Linked DNA regions of Mus musculus: all the other regions are linked to region 1. A link is a contact called in public ChIA-PET data. All regions are on one chromosome and are shown on one strand. Each heading gives the region's core, a stretch centred on a gene start, on an enhancer-like site or on the middle of the called end of the contact. The rest is flanking DNA. Distances are from core to core; before and after follow the strand shown. Region 1 holds the start of Senp6 (SUMO/sentrin specific peptidase 6). Region 2 overlaps Filip1 (filamin A interacting protein 1). Region 3 overlaps Myo6 (myosin VI).

Region 1 (2,589 bases), core at 42-2,541:
CAGGGTGGGTCAGGGTGACTTTCTTTGAACAAACATGCCCTGAACCCAGGAAGCAGGTTGCTGGAGGAATGCCGCTATTTGTTTTATGATTAGCATACCATGGAGCATTGAGTCACAAAGGTCACATTCTCAAGCCTGGGCCTAAAGGCCTAGAATCTTTTGTTTTTTATGTTTCACTTTTTCACTCAAAGGGCTGGAGAAATGGATTCAGCAGTTTGGTTAGCCTGGGTACCCTCTTCCGGCCTCTGAAGTAACTACAAGAAGCAGCTTTCCCACCCTAAATGCAGGCAAAACACCCTCCCCCCAACCCCACCCACTTTTTTTTTTTTTTTTAAAGAAAAAATGTAGCCGGGCAGTGGTAGCGCTAGCTCACCTTTAATCCCAGAATTTGGGAGGCAGAGGCAGGCGGGTTTCTGAGTTCCAGGACAGCCAGGGCTACACAGAGGAACCCTGTCTTGAAAAAACCAGAAAAAAAAAGAAAGAAAGAAAGAAAGAAAGAAAGGAAGGAAGGAAGGAAAGGAAAGAAAAAAATGTTTATTAGCTGACCACACAGCTAAGGGGCTTGAATTTCTGTAACTTTTTTTTTTCATTTTCTGCATTTTTCATGGATTTGTTGTTGTTGTTGTTGTTTTTGAAGACAGGCTCTTCCTTTGTAGACCAGGCTGGCCTCCATCTGACAGAGAGATCCACCTGTCTCTATCCCTTTATGGACTGGGAAAAACCTACACCACTACATGGGGTTTGTAAGAAAAAAGAAGAAAAAAAAAAGCCCCTCAAATTGTATCATAGTCTACTGTGTTCTCTCCCCCCCCCCCCTCTCTCTCACACACACACACACACACACACACACACACACACACACACAAAGTGTACTGGCTCAATCATATCATATATGCATTGTTTGGAAGATGGATGTGAACACAATTTTATTTTCCAATTACCTGGCTTCATTTTTTTTTTTTTTCCTTCCCATGGCACGTTTTAAATTCAGGGTCAGACAAGAACTTGGAGCGTTTCTTTAGAATTTGTGGTGCGACTCGACCAAATAGAATACCTGGCCGGCAGGCTGGCAAGCGCTCGCAGGCCGGCTCTGCCATGGGGGCCTTCCGAGGAAGGGGTTTTTGTTCGTCCCTCGCCAAGGCCGGCCAGACAAGGCCACCCCAGGCCGGCAGGACGACAGCCCCCGGCTCGGGTTCGGCCGAGCCCGGAGGGGGGCGAGCAGGGACCCGAAGGGAGAGAGAGGCTCTGGGGCGGCGGCGGCGGCGGGGCGGGCCCGGAGGCCGGTGGGGGAGGAGCGGCGGCGGGGCTGCTGTGGCGACCGACGCGCGGCGGTGGCGGAGACCCACCCCCGTCCACATGGACAGTCGCCGAGGCCTGGGCTGATGCTCTGACGCCTGGGCGGGGTGGGCGGGCGGCGGCGGCCACTGCTGGAGCAGCGAGGGGTCGCGGGCGCCTCACGGTCGCGGAGCCCTCGCTCGGCTCAAGCCGCTGCGGCCATTTTACGGCCCGGGACGTAGAAGGCGTGTGAGCGTTCGCTCCGTTCTCCGTCCTCCGGAGCCAGCGGCGGAGCGGGGCGGAGGGGAGCGGAGGGAGCTCCTCAGAGGCCGGCGCGGCCCGGTGGATGGGGAGTCGTGTGCCGAGGGGAGCCGGGCCCGGGAAGCGCCGCCGCCGCCGCTCACGGTCCCCGGTAGGCGCCTGAGGAGAAGCAGCCCAGGCCGTGGGCCTCGCCGCCTCCCGTCAGGCCCGCTTTTGTGTGGGGGGCCCGGCCGGCGGGGAGCGCCCCTCGCGGAGGTCGAGCCCGAGGCCCGCCACCCTGCGGCTGCTACCCTCCCGACGCGCGGCCCCCATTCCCCGCCAGCACCGCGCCGGTGTCGGCCATGGAGTAAGAAGGAGGCGGCGTGGAAGGAGGAAGATGGCGGCGGGCAAGAGCGGTGGCAGCGCTGGGGCTCTTTTCCTGAAAGGTACGCTCGGGTCTCCCTCGGGGGAGAGTCGGGGGCGAAATTCGCCGACACCGGGGTGTCTCCCACCCCCGGGCCGTGATACTCAGCTCTCTGCTCCGGGTGGGCTTGGGGCCGCGGGGGCCACGGGGGCCCGGACGGCCGATGGCCCGCTGGGAACGCGCTGCAGGCGCGCCGACTTCGGGTCCGCCCGGGCCAAGGCTCGGGCAGGCCGGCGCGAGGCGGCGCGGTGGTAGCGCAGCGAGCCGAGGCCCAGGGCGGCCTGCGAGGGGCGCGCCGAAGGCTTGGGCTCGCTCCCACCTCCATATTCTCGATGGGTGCCTAGTGGGTGAGGAGCAGACTTCGTCCGCGTCTTTCTTAAGCGTTCGTGGAAAGTTTCAGACCTAAGCTTGGTTGAAACTGGCCGATCCAAGGAGGCAGGGGGAGAGGTGGTGGTTAACACTGCCCTGTGGTTAAAAGCTCCCAGGCTAGCCGCTGCCCTCGGGGTGCAGGTTAGACCCGGCGGTGCCCCGAACTCCGGTGAGATGTGTTTGGTTGTTTATACTTTGTAAAGCAGGTATGGGAGGTGGAAAAAAAAAAAAAGAGAGAGAATGAGCTTCCAAGTGTCGGTTTGGAGACAGCCGGGGAAGGT
Region 2 (2,589 bases), core at 59-2,558, 250 kb before region 1:
TACATTGGCTGGGGCCACATGCTAGAAGTAAAACTGAACTGGAGGCCAGAACCTGTCTCAGGACCAACATCTTCAACAAAACTTTCAGCAAACAGCAATTTTGCTAATTAATTCTATTCCTCTGCATTGAAACAAATGCACAAAATAGAGAGGAAAGCCGCAAGGCTATTAGATGGTTATTTTATAAACAAGTTATTTAAAACTTAAATTAGTAGTACATGTAAAGGGTTGGCACAAACAGAGGAAGGTTTGTTTCCACAGCAGCAGTAGCATCCTTACAACATACCCCCTTAGCCACTGCCCTCAGCCCTTCCCCCCTCCAAGAGAGGCAGTGCTGCTGGCTGCAGATTTCTTCAGCTCTATTTTCATAGACTGAGTCTCAGCTCGAGGCTGGAATTTGGTCAGATTTCCTGCTCCTGGGGCTGCCACTACTGGCTTTCCTGCTTTCATACCTTTTGACATGGGGATGCGGGTGGGTGTAGGCCGCTGAGATGACCCATCTTGTCCTGACTGGAAGAGAAAACACAGACAAAGGGGACATGTTGGTGAGTTTGCCCAGTTTTGTCCTAAACCTTGTGCATTAGCCTAATTCCTGCCACAAAGGGGCATTTCACAACAACCCATCCTAGGGAAAAGGGTTGAGAAAGCCGCAGTCTGCATCTAACCGCTCTTATTCCTTCGGCTTTCTTGAAACATCTGTGCTGAGCTTCCCTCTCAAACCTTAGTTCGTCAACTCTATCCTGACAGAGGATGGCCTCAATGCCTAGACATACCACTGTCTTCCAATCTACCCTTTCAAAGGAAGTGGCTCTAGTCATCTGTTGGCGACCTCAGACTTCCGTTTAAATCGGCACTCTGACTACACCCACCCTCTAACAGTGTTCCTCACCGAGTACTCTGCTTCGGTCTCTGTATGAGTCTCACCAATGCTTCCAAGCTCTGAGGACACTTTTCTTTCTCTTGATGGTTCCTTTGACCCTGCCTGCCTTGTAGATGCGTCACCACGCTCCAGTCTCAGCCTTTTAATGAAGTGTCCACCTTTAGCCTGAGAAGCCCCTTGCTTGTGTTCCATGCATCCAAGTCCTAGAGTCTTTAGCTGCCAATCCCTTCTGAAGTCCAGATCTGATTTCCAACTACTCAACAAACATGGGCAGCATCACACTGCTTACTGTCATGCCCCGCACATCTTCTTACATTTCTTAAAGCCCCAGTTACACAGCAAAGACTGGACCCCGAGCCACCGTCTGCATGTAGTCTATTGTGACATCTTTAAATGCTTCCTTCCCCTTTTCCTTTAGAGGCATGCTTCTGCTCTGTAGTCTAGGCTAGGCTGAAACCTGCAACCTTCTTGCCCATTTCCTCAGTGCTAGAATAACGAGCATATACCGCCACACCTGATTCTCAGTTCTATTTTCAGTATGGTCCTGTTTGCACATTCACCTGCTCTCTGCAAGATGTTAAATAAAATACAGATTTTGGACATACAGAGTTACTTTTTGTTGAAAAGATTTTAATATGAAAATCTTGCAGTCTTAATTTTGGGATGGAGAGGAGTTGTGGCCATACCTAATCACCCACTGAACACTTACACTAGAAACACAACTGGAAGCAGTTTTAACTCTGCTTTGGACTGCTTTTTTTTTAATATTTTGAACATTAAAAAATTCACATTTTAAACCTTATGATTCTTCTATAGCACCTTTTCAAAGAGATTGTCTTTGCGAGTATATTATGGAGTCTCTATAAATTTCTGTGAATAAATGAAATGCTTTCTTAAAATTGGTTCGATTTGGGCTGGCCAGATGGCTCTGTGGGTAAGAGCACTGACCGCTCTTCCAAAGGTCCTGAGTTCAAATCCCAGCAACCACATGGTGGCTCACAACCAACCATAATGAGATCTGATGCCCCCTTCTGGTCTGAAGACAGCTATAGTGTACTTTGGGCCAGAGCCAGCAGGGACTGAGCAAAAGGGGCAGACCAGAGCAATTGGGGTTGACCAGAGTGATCCGGGTTGACCGGAGTGAGCAGAGGTCCTAATTTCAATTCCCAATAACCAGATAAAGGCTCGCAACCATCTGTACAGCTATAGTGTGTACTCATATAGATAAAATAAATAAATCTCTAAAAGAATTGGCTCAATTTATCAAAATGTGCATTTTCACTTCTAGGTAAGATCCTTTTTTCTTATTTTATTTTTAATTTTTTTTTATTTTTGGTTTTTCGAGACAGGGTTTCTCTGTATATATAGCCCTGGCTGTCCTGGAACTTACTTTGTAGACCAGGCTGGCCTCGAACTCAGAAATCTGCCTGCCTCTGTCTCCTGAGTGCTGGGATTAAAGGTGCGCGCCACCATGCCTGGCTCCTAAGATCCTTATTATTTCTGAATAGGCAACTGGCGGGGGAGCGTCTGGATGCTGGCAGAGGCAGGGGTTTCCCTCCTGTGCAGGAGCTGGCTGGTCTCTCCAGCCCCTTCCCTGCTTGCCCTCTGTTCTGGGTTCTGCTCTACTCACCACTGATTGGGTTCCTCGTGTGGATGACGTTGTGACCGGGGTTATGGTTATAGTGCTGGTCACTTTGTTAGCACCAGGT
Region 3 (2,589 bases), core at 33-2,532, 210 kb after region 1:
TATTTAAGATGCAGATTCTAGTTTGACCTTTCCATTTAGACTTTTTTTTCTGCATTAAAGACAATCATTTTAAGATACCAGCCTAGTTTGCTATGGTTAAAACCATGACCAAAAGCAATTGGAAGAAGGAAAGTGCTTCCTTCACCTTACAACTCCGTCACTGAGAGAAGTCGGGGCTGGAACTCAAGGTGGAAACTTGGAGGCAGGAATTGAAGCATAGACCATGGAGGAACACACTGTTTACTGGCTTGAAAACAAGCCTCACGCAACCCAGGACTCCAAAACCGCATATCCAATGGCAGCACCACACACTATGGGCTGGACCCTCCCATATCAATTAATAATCAAGAAAATGCCCATAGATTTCCCTACAGGCCAATAGAGGCATGGTGTTCTCCCTTCCAAGATGACTTCAGTTTGTGTCAAGCTGACTAACCAGGACAGATACCTTCTATTAAAATTACAGTCTGGCAAGTATCAGGACAAAGTGAGGGAGGATGAGAGAGGCAGGCTTTCTTCTTTTGTAACTTGTGTTGCCTGCCTGTTAATGCTGACCAGAAAAGTTCATGTTGACTTGAGGCTCAGACTGACCATTTATTAGAGTTAAATTAATAGTTCATATTTATCCTGTAGACTCAGATTCTCAACCAGAGATAAGTCTTTTTTTTGAGACCTTAGTAGAAGAGGCCTTATTTTGAAGCTGAGGCTAGAACCTAGGGCCTTGGGCATGCAAGGCTAGTGTGCTACTTGGTAGCAGTAGTCCCAACCCAGTAAAAGTGTGTGTGTGCGCATGTGTATATGTGTGGTATGTGTTTGTGGTGTATGTATATGTGTGTATGTGGTATGTGTGGTATGTGTATATCTGTGTGTGTGTGTGTCATGTGTATATATGTGGTGTGTGTATATATGTGGCTGTGTATGTGTGCATGTATGTGTATATTACACATAATATTTAAATAATAAATTTTCTTTTGCTTCATATTAGTTCTTGGAAAAATGTAGAAATGGAGACTTTTTTAGAAATTTTATTCCAAAATTAACTTTAGGACTTAAGGTGGTCAAATGCAGGACTTTGTTTTTTGTACTTTTATGAAATTTAGAAAGATACAAGTCATACTGGAGCCTTTTGGATGGGCTGCCTTTGGGAAATGGTCAGCTGTGCGGATTTCACATGGGGTTTCCTCATGGCTTCTTTACATGATAAATCAGCTGGGACTTAAATAAGCACTGGCTGGAGGTGTGATTTCCTGCGTTGTCCTCACTGCTGATACTTCCTCTCTATAAGCTGTCTTTTCATAAATTTTCACTTGTAAAATTGATGGGTTTTTCATATGTCACCCTAGACTTCCGTACTGTGACTGGAAATTATTTGTGCTCATGCCTGTAGGTATGGTGTCTGTGTTGGACCTAATGCAAGGGGGTTTCCCTTCAAGAGCCTCGTTCCATGAACTCTATAACATGTACAAGAAGTACATGCCAGAAAAACTTGCAAGATTGGATCCGAGGTTATTTTGTAAGGTATAAGTGCTGCTTCAGTAGAAATTTCTTAGCAACAAATCTTTTCTATTACTTTGTAGTTGAAACTCAACTTTTGAAACTTGTTTTTCAGGCTCTTTTTAAAGCTTTGGGATTAAATGAAGTTGACTACAAGTTTGGGCTGACAAAAGTATTTTTCAGACCTGGCAAGGTAAATATATATGACAGGCTTCGCATTTATTTTCTTAATTATTAGCAATTTATATTATTACAACATTATGTGAAACAGTATGAGATTATGTTTCTACTCACACAGGTTTCCTGTTTGGGGCTGTTTCATATTCTAGTTTAAATTACAGTTTTAATCAGTATTGGAATCAGAGGATTGTTTAATTTTTTCTTAAATAAGAACTAACCAAAACTTTCTAAAATTTTAAGAAAGTTGAAAATTTTTTTCTAGAATATTTTTATAATGGGACAGTTAGATAGCTCAGTATGTAACCCAAGTGGTCACAGAATTCTGTATCTAAATTGGCCCAGGCTCCTAAATACCAGGCCTATAATCTTGTTTGGTGTGTTGTCGTAATATGTTGGAGTTTTCAGTGTGGAAAAGCTTCACTAGAGTGTGGCAATATAAAGCATATGAAACTTGATTGGAGTTTGTACTGCCTGTTGCCAGATTTTACCATGTAGGAATGTATAAACACTACATACATTAGGTTGTTTTTTAGGCTAACATAATACTGCAGTTGTGCTATCAGCTGACTAGAAAACTTCATAGCTAACTGTATTGTGTACACAAACACTTAAGTCTGTTCACAAGTGTTAGTAATACTAATTCCATGTTCCTAACATTTGAAACACTGACATAATGATTACATCCTTATAATTGTAAATATAATTGTTATTGCAGCTTACTAGTTGCACTAGTCAACTATCTCTAGTGTCTCAAGAATAAGGTAATTTTAATAAATCTAATTTCATATTTTTTGAGCACAAGATGAAAATACGCAATTGCATTACTAGTCTGTGGTGTCTATCACAGAACCTACACCATTTCCTGTGGAAAATGAAGAGAAAAAGGAAACATAGGCGCTCATAGCTGGCTTCACA

What was found. ChIA-PET counts read pairs in DNA pulled down with a chosen protein or histone mark.
Region 2: a contact with region 1 is called in an RNA polymerase II ChIA-PET map of effector CD8 T cells, with 25 read pairs. The contact joins the enhancer-like site here to the promoter of Senp6 in region 1. A contact is called at or near these places in 4 of 39 promoter capture datasets (the C10 cell line, cranial neural crest, hippocampal neurons and 1 more), 7 of 484 Hi-C or Micro-C datasets (B cells, the Ba/F3 cell line, erythroblasts and 4 more), 7 of 115 datasets of contacts at active chromatin or transcription factors (acute myeloid leukemia, bone marrow-derived macrophages, craniofacial prominence and 4 more) and 2 of 9 other capture datasets (adipose tissue and liver).
Region 3: an RNA polymerase II ChIA-PET map of effector CD8 T cells shows a contact between it and region 1, with 29 read pairs. The contact joins the enhancer-like site here to the promoter of Senp6 in region 1. A contact is called at or near these places in 1 of 39 promoter capture datasets (liver), 5 of 484 Hi-C or Micro-C datasets (the HL-1 cell line, the HPC-7 cell line, Th1 cells and 2 more), 2 of 115 datasets of contacts at active chromatin or transcription factors (effector CD8 T cells and memory CD8 T cells) and 3 of 9 other capture datasets (adipose tissue, liver and pancreatic islet).

Annotation. Positions count from the first base shown.
Region 1 is chr9:80,065,612-80,068,200 of GRCm38.p6, forward strand. Senp6 (SUMO/sentrin specific peptidase 6) reads left to right here and starts at 1,292. Exons shown (of 24, transcript NM_001311110.1): 1 at 1,292-1,961. The coding sequence starts at 1,913.
Region 2 is chr9:79,815,388-79,817,976 of GRCm38.p6, forward strand. It overlaps Filip1 (filamin A interacting protein 1), which reads right to left. Exons shown (of 6, transcript NM_001081243.2): 5 at 2,511-2,589; 6 at 1-510. The coding sequence ends at 304. Among named protein-coding and RNA genes, the nearest start is that of 4930429F24Rik, 23 kb to the left of the region's middle. Within about 2 kb of position 1,309, at least 79 of the 459 cell types and tissues checked have an H3K27ac peak or open chromatin away from gene starts, as enhancers often do. A contact at or near this core is called in the Ba/F3 cell line, acute myeloid leukemia, bone marrow-derived macrophages and 8 more, where this site is marked.
Region 3 is chr9:80,280,074-80,282,662 of GRCm38.p6, forward strand. Myo6 (myosin VI) reads left to right here. Exons shown (of 33, transcript NM_001039546.2): 21 at 1,388-1,518; 22 at 1,610-1,687. Among named protein-coding and RNA genes, the nearest start is that of Gm27227, 16 kb to the left of the region's middle. Within about 2 kb of position 1,283, at least 9 of the 459 cell types and tissues checked have an H3K27ac peak or open chromatin away from gene starts, as enhancers often do. A contact at or near this core is called in effector CD8 T cells and memory CD8 T cells, where this site is marked.